Linked DNA regions of Mus musculus: region 2 is linked to region 1. The links are chromatin contacts, called in public HiCAR-type maps. All regions are on one chromosome and are shown on one strand. Each heading gives the region's core, a stretch centred on a gene start, on an enhancer-like site or on the middle of the called end of the contact. The rest is flanking DNA. Distances are from core to core; before and after follow the strand shown. Region 1 holds the start of Plk3 (polo like kinase 3). Region 2 holds the start of AU022252 (expressed sequence AU022252).

Region 1 (6,996 bases), core at 3,160-5,659:
TTTTACCCAGCTCTCAGGGTTCACTTTAGAAATCTTACCCGGTTCGGGCGTGGTGGCGCATGCAGGCGGATTTCTGAGTTCGAGGCCAGCCTGGTCTACAAAGTGAGTTCCAGGACAGTCAGAGTTACATAGAGAAACCCTGTCTTGAAACAACAACAAAACAAACAAATTCATAGTTAAGACTTGGTTTAAGATTATGTAACTAAAGCTGGCCATGGTGGCCTTTAGTCCCAGCACTCGGGAGGCAGAGGTAGGCAGATCTCTGAGTTCGAGGCCAGCCTGGGCTACTGAGGGAGCCTCCGTCCCTCTCCTTGGCTTACACATGATGATCTTCCCTGCATTAACCTTTTTTTTTTGTTTTGTTTTTTTGTTTGTTTGTTTTTCGAGACAGGGTTTCTCTGTGTAGCCCTGGCTGTCCTGGCACTCACTTTGTAGACCAGGCTGGCCTCGAACTCAGAAATCTGCCTGTCTGTGCCTCCCAAGTGCTGGGATTAAAAGCGTGCACCACCACCCCGGGCTTGTGGTTTGGTTTTTCAAGACAAGAGTCCCTCTGTGTAGCCCTGGCTGTCCTGGAACTCATTCTGTAGACCAGGCCAGTCTTGAGTTGCTTGTTTTCATTCATCAGGCCAAGATGATCTGGGTCGGTGATTAACAGAAATCAGCTCCTGTTTCTTAGTCTCTAACCTTCGTGTGTGCGCACCAACACCTGTACACCAACACATGTAATTTTAAATTCTGTCCTTCTCTGGGCACTTGCACTTCCACACACACATACACAGAGAGACAGAGACACAGAGAGAAATTAATAATAATTGTTTTAAAAATAAAAAACAGGGGGCTGGAGAGATGGCTCAGCAGGTAAGAGCACCCGACTGCTCTTCCGAAGGTCCAGAGTTCAAATCCCAGCAACCACATGGTGGCTCACAACCATCCGTAATGAGATCTGACTCCCTCTTCTGGAGTGTCTCAAGACAGCTACAGTGTACTTACATATAATAAATAATAAATAAGTCTTAAAAAAATAAAAATAAAAAACAGGAACTGGAGAGATGGCTCAGCAGTTAAGAGCACTGACTCTTCTTCCAGAGGTCCTGAGTTCAATTCCTAGCAACCACATGGTGGCTCACAACCACCTGTAATGAGATCTGATGCCCTCTTCTGGTGTGTCTGAAGACAGCTACAGTGTACTCATATATACATAAAATAAATAAATAGATCTTTTTTTTAAAAAAGTAAAAAGCAAAAAACAGAAAAATCCAAGAAACCTGTCCTGATTTGATCTTGCACCTCCGACTGTGAAAATAATTTTATTAATTTATTTTTTGTCATTTGAACCATTCAAGGTTATTTTGTTATGGCATCTCCAGCAAAGTAATACACAGACATCTTAATTTATTTTCCAGATATAAAGCTGTAACATCAAGCTGGGGATAGTTTAGTAACACTTGCCTCCCGTAGACAAAGCCCTGGGCTTAATTCCCAGACCATAGCATAAAAGTAACCAGTAGTGAATATATCTTTTTCAAAGATCTAATTTTTATTATTTTATGTGTGAGTGTTTTGTCTGCATCACACATGGCCTGGTATCCTGGTGCCCAGAAAGGTGACGGGCCTCCATGATTCCCAGGATGCTGGGTCCTTTGCAACAAGTGCTCTTAACCACTGCGCTAACTCTCCAGGGCCAAATAGACAGGATGTTATTTACTCCAGGTTAGTCTCAGGTTCACTCTGCAGGGAGACCTTTTTCACTTTTCTGCAGCTGTGATAAACACCCAGACCAAAAGCAGCCTGGGGAGGGAAGGTTTATTTCATTTTATAGGTTACAGTCAGTCACAGAGGGAAGCCAGGGCAAGACGCTGAAGCAGGAACTGAGGCAGAAACCACGGAGGAGTGCTGCCTCATGCCTGGCTCCCTCACTTGCTCCTTGTTAGCTTCCTTAAATAATTAATTACACACGTACTTATGTGAGTATGCACATGCCAGGTACCCAGCTGAGAAGGCTGGAGGTGTAGAGTTCCCCAGGAGCTCTGGTCACTCAGTGAATTCAGGTCCTCTGACAGAAAGAACACTGTGTTCTCCTAACCGCTGAGTCATCTCTCCAGATCACTCGGCTAGCTTCCGTCTATAGTTCAGCTCTACCTACCCAGGGGTGGTGCCACACGCGGTGGGCAGGGCCCTCCCATGCCAATCATCAATCAAGACAATTCCTCCCAGGCCAAAGGTCAACCTGAACTGTGTAGTTGCCCAGCGAGACTCTGTCAGATGACTCTTCATTACGTCAGGGTGACAGTTGACTTTAACTAGGACAACCTTGGACTCCTGAACCTCTTGCCTCAACTCCAGCTCAGATTTTTGACTCTGTCTTTTGAAGCTCTACCTGTGCTTCAGGCCATGTGACCTGAAGAGTTTGTCCTTTCTGGCCCTACCACTACCTTCTCCGCCAGGGAAATTGCTAAGCATAGCACCTAGGACTTTCCTGCCCACCCCTATCATTTAAACTACTAATATTTCTCCTGGTCTTAGGCTTTTTGGGACGTGTGTGTGTGTGTGTGTGTGTGTGTGTGTGTGTCCATGTCTTCACAGTATGTACATGCAAGATGAAATGCAGATGAGACCAAAGGCAGGGACGGCCGTATGCAATAATCCCAACAAGATAGGTTATGATCCAGACCAGACACTGGGGAAGGAGGGAGCTGATTCACAGCTGTATGTGTGTGTTTGTTGGTTTTTCTGGGTGCTCCTTGTTTACTTCCGTCTTAGCACTTTTCACAGCCTGTAATTACTTTATTTATGTACTTAAGTCTGTTTCCACAATAGAGAAACTGCAGAAACTAAGTAAGGGCTGCAGCCTTGGCCATTCTTATTGGTAGCAGCGCCTGCCACTTTGCAGATGTTTTCAGTAAATCTGAGGTCTGAATGTATGGCTCCAAGTGAAAACGAAGGCTACACAGCCAGCAGGAGATCTGTGACCCCTGGAGAAAGTTTAGGGATTAAGATTCCACTGGGGAAACTAGGCAGGTGGTGGCATACTCCTTTAATCCCAGCACTCTGGAGGCAGAGACAGGCAGCAGATCTCTGAGTTGGAGGCCAGCCTGGTTTACAGAATGATTCCAGGACAGCCAAGTCTACACAGAGAAACCTATTTCAAGGAAAAAAAAAAAAAAAAAAAAAGATTTCACATCGAAGCCGGGCAGTGGTGGAGGGGCAGAGACAGGTAGGAAGTCAAGGCCAGTCTGGTTTACAGGTCGAATTCCTGGCTTCCTGGAAACTCTGTCACAAAACAAAACAAAAACCAAAACAACCCTCCACAACACCCCCCCCCCAAAAAAAAAACCCACACAGAAAAAGATTCCACATAGATCATAGATTCCTGCCACCTACTTGAGTTTATCTGTAATGGACTTCAAAGCTAACTGCCCAGTTGCAGGTCTCTAGCACCTAAGAGTGTCCAGTTCTCATTCCTCACTGTCTGGCCTTTTGCCTGCTGACTCGGTGCAATAGGTATTTTTGAGAATATGATGGGGAACTCAGGGTCTGGGGCAGAGGTACAGGTCTGGAGTCCCATCATGTCAAAGGTGAAGACAGAAGGACCTCGAGTTCAAAGCCAGCCTGGATCACATGACAGCTACTCTGCCTCAGCTCTCCTTTCCCTCAGAAGAATAATAAGGTAGAATTGGGTAGCAGAAGATGTAGCCTGGAACATGGTGAAAAACAGTGAATACTGGGAGGCAGGGGCAGGTGGATCTTTGATTTCAAAGCCAGCCTGGTCTACATAGTGGGTTCTGGGACAGCCAGGGCCACACAGAGACACCCTGTCTTGGAAAAACAAAACGCAAACATAAAACCTTGAATACCAGGCTCTGTTCCACAAACCCATTGCACAGTCCCAGACCAGGTAAATCGGGCTCTGCAGCGTGCTATTCCACAGTCCCCGAAGAGGGCAGCATGCTCTGTACCAGAGCAAGAGATGCTTGCAGGAAACCACCTGTGTTGGTGATGTGCACTGAGCAGTTTGCAACACCCCTGTCTTTCCTCCCCAGTTTGAATGCTAACCCTTACTGTTGCTCGAAAGAGGCCTCCGGATAACTGGCCTCCACTCCGACTTCAGCACACATTCTAAGGATGAAGGGGAAAAAAAGAGTCACTTGCACTGGGTAGCCTAGAGAAACGGAGCAGGGTTACACCTGCCAGGCGACTAGCTCAACCGGGGCTCCTTTAAGGCCAGAGCAGGAGGAGTGGCCTTTAAGAACGCCCAGGCAAGGGAAGATCTTTCAGGTGACGTAAGGCGGAGCAATGGGCGTGGCCTCTCCAAGCCTGGCAGCCAGGAAAGGGGCGGAGCTCGAGATGACGAAACACCGGGGAGGGGGCAGGGGTTCATTGATAAAAACGTCGGACTCCCCCTTGCCCTGGCGCGATCGCAGCGTAGAGAAACCAGGCAGCGCCACGCGCGGCCGGGGCCGGGCGGAACCGAGAACCAGCTCGGCAGGCGCTGCGCCGCGCCGTCCGCATGGAGCCCGCCGCCGGCTTCTTGTCTCCGCGCCCCTTCCCGCGCGCGGCTGCCCCGTCCGCGCCCCCCGCCGGCCCGGGGCCGCCTGCCAATGCCTCCCCGCGATCGGAACCTGAGGTGCTGGCCGGGCCACGGGCGCCGGATCCTCCTGGTCGCCTCATCACCGACCCTCTCAGCGGCCGTACCTACACCAAGGGTCGCTTGTTGGGCAAGGTGGGTCGGGGCTCCGGGGTAGCGTTGACGGAGGTGGAGGGGAGCTCTGCGGACCCGACCGGGCCACTCCGGAGGTGGAGAGGAGCTCTACGGGCCGGATCCGGCCACTCCGGAGCGCCCAGATCGATGATGCAGCTTCTTCTTTCTAGGGGGGCTTCGCACGCTGCTATGAAGCCACTGACACCGAGTCTGGTATAGCCTACGCGGTCAAAGTCATCCCACAGAGTCGCGTCGCCAAGCCGCATCAGCGCGAGAAGGTGGGTCCAGGCCCTGCGGTCCAAGGGATGGGGAGGGGATGGTGGCGTGGGAACCCTGGAAAGATGAGGATTTCACTCCCCTGTCGCAGATCCTAAATGAGATAGAGTTGCACCGAGACCTACAGCACCGCCATATCGTTCGCTTTTCACATCATTTCGAGGATGCTGACAACATATACATTTTCCTGGAGCTCTGTAGCCGAAAGGTCCGGAATGGGGGCGGGGTGGGTTCATTGGGAACAGGGGTAGGGGAGGAAGCGGGTTCTTAAGATCCAAAGCTGTTCTTGTCATCTTTAGCAAACACAGATGGAGGGAGGGTCTGGGAAGGCAAGCGGGGTCTGAAACAGTGACTTTCTGCAGTCCCTGGCCCACATCTGGAAGGCCCGACACACCCTGTTGGAACCAGAGGTTCGCTACTACCTGCGCCAGATCCTTTCTGGCCTCAAGTACTTGCACCAGAGGGGTATCTTACACAGAGATCTCAAGCTGGGTGAGATTCCTGCGTCTGGTCTGAAGGGTGGAGACCTGCGGAGGGATGAAAGGCGTTAAGAATCTGACGCGTCTCTCTGCTACTGTCTAGGAAATTTTTTCATCACGGATAACATGGAACTGAAGGTGGGGGATTTTGGGCTGGCAGCTCGATTAGAGCCCCCAGAGCAGAGGAAAAAGTGAGTGAGGGGATGGTGGCCACAGCCTGTTTGTGACACAGATGATGTACAAGGTGACCAGATATGTACTTGGGATAACCAGGGAAGGGGTAATGATGGGTTTTCTGTATGTGTGACAGTAGAGGTGGCAACCTAGGTCACTGGGTTAGGTGAAGAAGGACAGCAATCTTATGAGTGTATGGCACAGATGGGTGTCTAGGATTTTTGGAAATGTATGGGGAAAACATAGGCTAGGCAGTCAGCATGTGTAAGACACTGAATGGGAATGACAGATCATGATGGTACCGTGATACCTTGTGTGTGTATGTGACCCTGCTGTGGTCACTGGGACAGGGTGTGTGTAACTAGCATGTGAGGCAGGTGAGTCTTTATGAAGGTTATGACAGCTGGTGTTGGCACAGACAGTGGGAGGTGACAGCCTAGTGAGTATTTGCAGATGGGAGTGGGGGGAGGGCTCAGTCATGGACCCTCTGTATTGACCTTGGGAGAGGGGTCTTTGATGGGTCAGGGCCTCCTGTCCTGCAGAGCAGCTGAGCAGCTGGGCTAGAGGGGTGGGTGAGGGTTCAGCTGCCGTGTTCTCAGCATCCATTGTCCCAAGACAAGCAGGAGCTCTCTGGCCTTTGGTGACAGGCAGCTGCTTTGTCTGAACTCACAGCAGGGGCAGGAATGGGGGCGGGTACCAGCACTGGGCTGGGTCTGAGCCTTGCTCTCTCTGCTCTGCCTTTTTCAGGACCATCTGTGGCACTCCCAACTACGTGGCTCCAGAAGTGCTGCTGAGACAGGGCCATGGCCCCGAGGCAGATGTGTGGTCGCTTGGTTGTGTCATGTGAGTGTCAGTCATTGGTGGACAGGTGGTAAGTGCATGGATGGGGGGGGGTCCCCACTACTTTATTCCTGATCTCCCATTCCTGGGCATAGGTACACGCTCCTGTGTGGGAGCCCCCCATTTGAGACTGCTGACCTGAAGGAGACATACCGCTGCATCAAGCAGGTTCATTACACGCTACCTGCCAGCCTCTCCCTGCCTGCCCGGCAGCTCCTGGCTGCCATCCTCCGAGCTTCACCCAGAGACCGCCCTTCCATTGAACAGATTTTACGCCATGACTTCTTTACGAAGGTCTGTGGTTCTCCAGACACTGGAGTTCAGTGTTCATGTTCCTAGAGGACACACAGGAACAGGGCCCTTGGGGGTCTCACTGACACTGTTTTCCTGACTCTCTTCCTCAGGGCTACACCCCTGATCGGCTCCCGGTCAGCAGCTGTGTGACAGTCCCAGATCTGACACCCCCCAACCCTGCGAGGAGTCTGTTTGCCAAAGTTACCAAGAGCCTGTTTGGCAGGAAAAAGAACA
Region 2 (6,963 bases), core at 1,831-4,330, 2.1 Mb before region 1:
TAAATTAGGCTAAAAAATGAAGTATGGGGGCTGGAGAGATGGCTCAGAGGTTAAGAGCCCTGACTGCTCTTCCAGAGGTCCTGAGTTCAATTCTCAGCAACCACATGGTGGCTCACAACCATCTGTAATGGGATGCAATGCCCTTTTCTGGTGTGTCTGAAGACAGTGACAGTGTACTCACATATATAACATAAATAAAATCTTTAAAAAAGAAAAAAAGAAATATGGAAGATTTGGGGCCAGCATGGACTATACAGTACAGAATTACACAGCAGCTCACTCTTTCTCTCTCTCTCTCTCTCTCTCTCTCTCTCTCTCTCTCTCTCTCTCACACACACACACACACACACACACACGCACCCCCCCTACACACACACACACACACAGTAGGGGATGTCTTTTCACCATATGGGGCTTGGCCTCGAGATCCCTGAAGTCTGCCTCCTTCACCCCAGACATGGTTTGGTAATAGTCGAGGTTCTGCCGCATCTCCATGTGCTCAGGATTGCCCACAAAGAAGGTGTGTGCCGCAGCCACAGCTTTCTCCAGCTTGTTTATCTATAGATGAAGTAAAAGAATACATTCACATACAAACTCTTTTCTGTTTGTTTGCTTGGTTGGTTTCTTTGTGTGTATGTGTGTGTTCGGGTGTGTTTGTGTGTGCACTGATACGGGGTATTGCTATGTAAGTCAGTCTCAAACTCTCAATCCTCCTGCCTCAGATCCAAAGTGCTGGGATTATAGGTGAGACTTTGTCTCAAAACAAAATAAAACAAACAAGCAATCCAACAAAGACTGATTGAAAGGTAGTGACTGAGCTGACTAAACATAGTGACTAAAGCTGCAACTACCTGGGAATGCTGCAGAAAGGGCAGCTAACAAAAGGGCAGCTAACAACTGCACGGTGGTGGTGAGAATACAGAATAGCAGCATCTTAGGGCTGCTGTAGAGCACTGTGCCACCATGCCCAGCTTACACTCCTGAGCACTCAGGACTACTCCTGTTTCCTCTGCTACGCACCCCCAGCCCTTCCTTTCTTCCCTCTGAGCACTGGCACCTAGCTTCCTCTGGTGGACTGGGCTCCTAATTCTCCTGTTTTCACCACCACCAATTTCTCCTTCCAGAATTAACATTCTGAAAATGAGGTCTGGTGATGGCTGCCTGAGGTGTGCAGAAGCCTCACTAAACTCCTTAGTCACTCCCAGTCTCCCCACGCAGGAGTCACGGACGGGACTACCCCATGGCCCCAGATATATCACACTCTAGCTCCAATTTCCCCTCTCTGGGGAATAACCATTCTTCAGTGGCTCCTCTCTCTCAGGCCTAATTTAACTGAGGCAAAGCTGGAGTTTCCCTCCTTTGTCTCCCCCCAGTCCTAACTTAGCTACATAACCTTTTTTGTTAGCCCTTAGTACAGTGACTCCTAGCAGTGACACAAGGAAAAACAAAGGAGCAATCATTTTAACCACCTGTCCAAGAACTGGAATGTAGTAGGTGCTCAATAAATGGCAACGAATTTTAAGTAGTGCTATTAAGTGGCATGACCCAATCAGTAAGAACCCAGTCATCCCAGCATGCTTTCCAGTAACCAGAAGGAACCGAGGGGACAAAGCAGAAATCTGAGGTCCCCACGAGCCTCTAAGTCTTTCTTTAGGTAGAACTGAAAGGTCTGTGAAACTGTTGTAGCTATGTAGTCTGCATGAGCAGCCCACCCCCCTAACATGGGACTAATATCATTTACTCAAAGGATACTGTATGTATCAGGGCAAATGAGGCAATAAACAAACGTAAAGTGCTTTAACGGAGTCCTGGAAATATATGTTACCAGTCATCACGGGCAGACAAGGCTGGCGTTCCAAGCCCGCTTATTGACTTGGCCTTAAATCGCTGTGGCATCCCAAAAGACAGTCATTTTCTTAAAAACAAAAAACCCAAAAATACTAGCTAGAGGGTCCTCCACAGGGCGGAGCCAGGCAGCCCCTGCTGGCGACGTGGCAATCCCACGTCCTGAAAGAGCGCTGCTGTTGGATTAGGGAGCAGGGAAAGCATGATTGGAGAACGAACCGGAAGGAAGATGTTGCAGAAGCACTTGGACACTTGCAATGAAGTACTGCTGGGAGACCCTAGCGGCCGCCTCGGTTCCCTCTAGGAGGCCTTCCCAAAAGAAAAAGGTCAGGTTTTTCTTGGCTTGGGCTGTCACTACTGGCTGGACCTTTAGGGTTAGCATCTGCCCATAAGAACCGGGTGAAGCTCCCAAAGTCCGCCAAGAGCTCCCTAGCCAAGAGGTCCCTTGCCTCCCTGCCGTCTCATCCCTGCTCTGCTCCCCAAGTTCCCCAGGTCGCTCCCGGCCACCGGGCTCCGGACCAGTCGCACCTTGAAATAGGCGACCTGCAGGTAGTTGTACGGGCTCCGCTTGTTGAACTCCAGGTCCAGTTCTTCACTCAGCAAGTGGGCAGAGGGCGGCCCGAGGCAGCGGCGTAGGCAGGCGGCACGGCGCAGCACGGCTCCGAAGAAGCGCAGGTCGTGCAGGGCGGCGGCGCCCGGGTCCTGGCTCAGGCTGGGGTCCGGACCGAGATCCAGGTCCGGTGCCCACGGCAGTTCGGTGGCACAGCGTGTGCGGCAGCGCAGGCGGAGGGCACGCAGGGCCGCCCGCGAGCGCAGCGCCCGCTCCATGTTCAGGACCACCCCGGGCCAGTCCCCGCGCGAGTAGGCCGCGGTCCCCTCTGCGTAAAGCAGGTCAGGGGCTGCCACGTCCCATCCCGGCTCAGACTCCGCCGCAACCCGTAAGGCGGCGGCGGCGGCGACCGCTAGCATCGCTGCCAGCAGCCTCCTTTCGCTCACCGCCATGGCCTTGCTCCTCCACTTAACGGGACTGCTCGCCTGGGGCACATTCCAGAGTCCCGCCCCCCACAGAAGCCACGCCCAGAGACGAGCCACGCCCCAAGTCCAGAAGCTCGTGGCAAGGAAACTTGTACCGCCTCTTGCTTTCAACCAATCCAAACACTTACTCTTCGTGAGGCTCCGCCTCTAATCTCATGCGCACAGCTCAATGGACTGAGAACGAGAAAACCCCGCCCACAAGCTGTTGTGCGCCTGCGCTTTAGACTGAGCTCCCTGCGGGTGGTGGGACCGAGGTGCTGTTATGGCGGACCCCGGGGTTCCCGGCCGGTACGAAAGTGGTACGGGAAATCTGGGGGTGAAGGAGGCGGCGGGTCCTGGAGGTAGGTGGGACTGAGTTGCCTGGGTAGGAGGTCGCAGCCGGGTGGCTCTTTCCTGCTGGCTCACGGAAGGCTGAGGGTTTCAACTTACGCCTGTGTTCGGGTGTGTATCGCAGGAGCCCTGGTGGAGCTCACCCCGACCCCCGGCGGCCTGGCTCTGGTGAGCCCCTACCACACCCACCGGGTCGGGGACCCCTTAGACCTCGTGGCGCTCGCCGAGCAGGTGCAGAAGGTGAGGAATAGCCATCTCCGTACTTTACCCTGCCTCTTTGGGCTCGGGACAGCCTGTGAACTCGGCAGTACTGAAGTTACCATTCCATTTCACACGAAGAGGATCACTCTATCCCAATTCCTCTGTTGTTGTTTGTTTTGAGACAGGGCCTTTCTACATAACTCTGGCTGTCATGGAACTCTCTATATTATAGACTAGGCTGGCCTCGAACTGACAGATCCACCTTCCTCCCCCACCCTCCAACCCCAAAACCCTATGCTGGGATTAAATGTATGGCTTCTATACCAAATTCTTAAATAGTCACATTTTATTCTGCTTCCCATAAGGTCTTTATCTGTTACCCAGGAGCTTGTGGAACTTAAATATATGCTCTTTCTTTCCTTTTTAAAAAAACAAAACAAAATAAAACAAAAACTGCTGGGGTTGTAGTTTACTGTTGCCTAGCCCTGAATTTGATTCTTAGCACTACCAAAAACAGCATGCAAAAAGGCACAGGGTAAAATTCCTATTGAAAAAAAGACCACACACAATAAAACTGGAGGTAGTTTCATTTGCTGTATAGCCCAGGTTGGCTTTGAATTCAGCCTCCCAAAGGCTGGGTATTACAAGGGTCGCTGTCACACATGGTGAATTTCAGTGGATACAGTCAGTATTACTATGTCCAGAGCTTAGGCGTCGGTTTCCATAATAGGTAAAATAAAGAAGATATGCAAAATAATGGAAAAGACCGTAGAAGTTTTGACAGATTGGTTTTGATTGTTTCTCTCTGGAGCTCTGGATCTGTAAAATGAGATCTTTGAGGTGGAGAGGCTCATAGGGCTAAGTGGGACTCCAGTTTCCTTCTCTTAGCAAGACTTCCCCTGAAGACTCTTTTACAGTGTCGGAGCCTGGCTGCTTTAAAAGCTTCTAGTGTTCTCTTTCTCTTGTATAAACTAGCTTATTTGGCAGTTATCGTGTTCAAGAGTTTGTTTTGATCAAGAAAATTAATGATTGACATGCCAAAAATCCCTCACACAAAAAATGTCTGTTGTAGTATTTAAGAAAAATTCAAATGTTTAGAAAAACCTTTTTAATTAAAACTTTACTTTTTTTTTTTTTTTAAGAGAGGTGGGCTCAAAAACAGGCTTAGAAGACTATCACGTGTTTGTTTAATCAGGCTGCTATTGGAGGGAGGTAGCTAGGGACAAAATCTTGGGCAATCAACACTTTGAGTTTCAGAGTGACGGTAGTGGACTCAGCCACAGAGAGAACACAGCTTTTTTTTTTTTTTTTTAAGATTTATTTATTTTATATATGTGAGTACACTGCCGTTCTCGCCAGAGACACCAGGAGAAGTCATTGGATCCTGTTATAGATGGTTATGAGCCACCATGTGGTTGCTGGGAATTAAACTCAGGACCTCTGGAAGAGCAGTCAGTGCTCTGAACTGCTGAGCAATCTCTCCAGCCCAGCTTTAGTCTTTTATACTGGTGACATATAAAGGATATATTATTCTGTTGCCTCCAGTTCTCCAGAATAATCCATCTTTGAGAAGCTGAAGAAGAAAATACTTTAAAAACAAATTGAGAGCTGGGGAAATGGTCCAGTGGTTAAGAGCACTCACTGCTCTTGTTGATGACCCAGGTTTAGGTACCAGAACTCACATTGAGACTCACAGCTGTTTGTAACTCCAGTTCCAGGGGATCAGATGCCCCTTTGGGCATTGCTTGGACACGATGCACATACACACATGCAGGCAAACACCTATATACACACAAAAACTTTGAAAACTAATGAAATCAACATATTCACCGTCTACATACTGAAATACACTTGCAGAGAGGACCGTCTCCTGACTCCCTTAATGTGCAGTCAGAAAGCTTTCAGAGGTTTGATACCGAGACATGGATTTTGGAATTAAGTTTAACTATGTCCAGATCCTTCAATTGCCATTTATTATAAAACCTTAGGTCACCACGCCTACGTGAGTCTTAACACCTAACTAAGGTTATCGTTTCTGGAGAGTTAGATGCCATTATTAATGTAGAGGCTCTTGGAGTGCTTGGGCCCAGGATCAGTGCCTGCTAATTATGAGTACCCTTTGGGACTGGCGGATGGCTCAGGGGTTAAGAGAACTTGCTCTTGCAGAGGATGCAGGTTTGGTTTCTAGACCCTACCTGGTGGCTCACAGTCATTTCTAACTGTAGCTCCAGGTGACTCAATGACCCCTCTCTTCTGACTTTTTCAGATGCCAGGCACACGTGTGGTACACATATGAATACATATACAATAAATACAACTTTTCAAAAATGTATTCTTTCCTTCCTTTCTTTTTAGTTAGGCTCTGGTTTGCATGGTTAACCTTTCCTTAAAGGGAAAAGGGATTAGAGAAGGCCTGGTGCCTTAGTTAGGGTTTTACCACTGTGAACAGGCACTATGACCAAGGCAACTCTTAGAAGGACAACATTTAATTGGGGCTGGCTGACAGGTTCAGAGGTTTGGTTCATTGTCATCAAGGCAGGAGCATGGCAGCGTTCAGGCAGGCATGGTCCAGGAGGAGCTGAGAGTTCTCCATCTTGTTCCAAAGGCAAACGGGAGAAGTCTGGCTTCCAGGCAGCTGGGACAAGGGTCTTAAAACCCAGGTCCACAATGACACACTTCCTCCAACAAGGCCACCCCTCTTAATAGTGCCCTGGGCCAAGCTTATTCAAACCACTATACCTGCTCATCTTGGTGAACACTTGCTGCTCTTACAGAGGACCTGGGTTCAGTACCCAGCCCTATAGTATGGTATACATCCTCTGTAACTCTGATTCTATGGGATCTGATAACTTCTGGCCCCCTCAGGCACGAAGAAAGCCCACAGCACACATAAATACATGTATGTAAACACTCATATACATATAGTAAAAATGGCTATTTAAAAAAGAAAGGGGAAGGGAGGAGATTATAAGGTTACTCCCATCATAAACCTGCCTTAAATATGGAGACTGCCTTCTCTCTTTATTAGCCATATGGATTTTCTTGTCCTAAAAACAAAATGCTTTTTTTTTTTTTTTTTTTTAATTAAGGCCTACAGGACCATCCATGACCTGTTGCTGCCCTCCCCTTTTAAAATTTATTATGTGTGTGTTGAAGTTTTAGGTATGATGTAGGTAATCCAACTGAGGTGATGATCAGACTTCTACATTATCAGGTGCTAATAGTCTAATAGTCCATCACAAGTATCTTTTTTTTTTCAGAGATTTATTTATTTACTATTATAGATAAATACACTGTAGCTGTCTTCAGACACACCAGAAGAGGGCGTCAGATCTCATTATGAGTGGTTGTGAGCTACCATGTGGTTGCTGGGATTTGAATTCAGGACCTTCAGAAGAGCAGTCAGTGCTCTTACCTGCTGAGCCATCTCACCAGCCCCACAAGTATCTTTTGACTTTTTTTTGACAGGGTTTCTCTGTATAGCCCTGGCTGTCCTGGAACTCACTTTGTAGACCAGCCTGGCCTGGAACTCAGAAATCTGCCTGCCTCTGC

What was found. HiCAR-type assays count read pairs that join an accessible place to other places.
Region 2: a contact with region 1 is called in a HiCAR-type map of astrocytes, with 3 times the contacts expected there. The contact joins the promoter of AU022252 here to the promoter of Plk3 in region 1.

Annotation. Positions count from the first base shown.
Region 1 is chr4:117,131,376-117,138,371 of GRCm38.p6, reverse strand. It overlaps Plk3 (polo like kinase 3), which reads left to right and starts at 4,409. Exons shown (of 15, transcript NM_013807.3): 1 at 4,409-4,720; 2 at 4,870-4,977; 3 at 5,067-5,183; 4 at 5,338-5,467; 5 at 5,558-5,645; 6 at 6,376-6,471; 7 at 6,564-6,762; 8 at 6,873-6,996. The coding sequence starts at 4,508.
Region 2 is chr4:119,228,841-119,235,803 of GRCm38.p6, reverse strand. AU022252 (expressed sequence AU022252) reads left to right here and starts at 3,080. Exons shown (of 5, transcript NM_001012400.2): 1 at 3,080-3,221; 2 at 3,335-3,450. The coding sequence starts at 3,143. It overlaps P3h1 (prolyl 3-hydroxylase 1), which reads right to left and starts at 2,889. Exons shown (of 15, transcript NM_019783.2): 1 at 2,374-2,889; 2 at 406-558. The coding sequence starts at 2,847.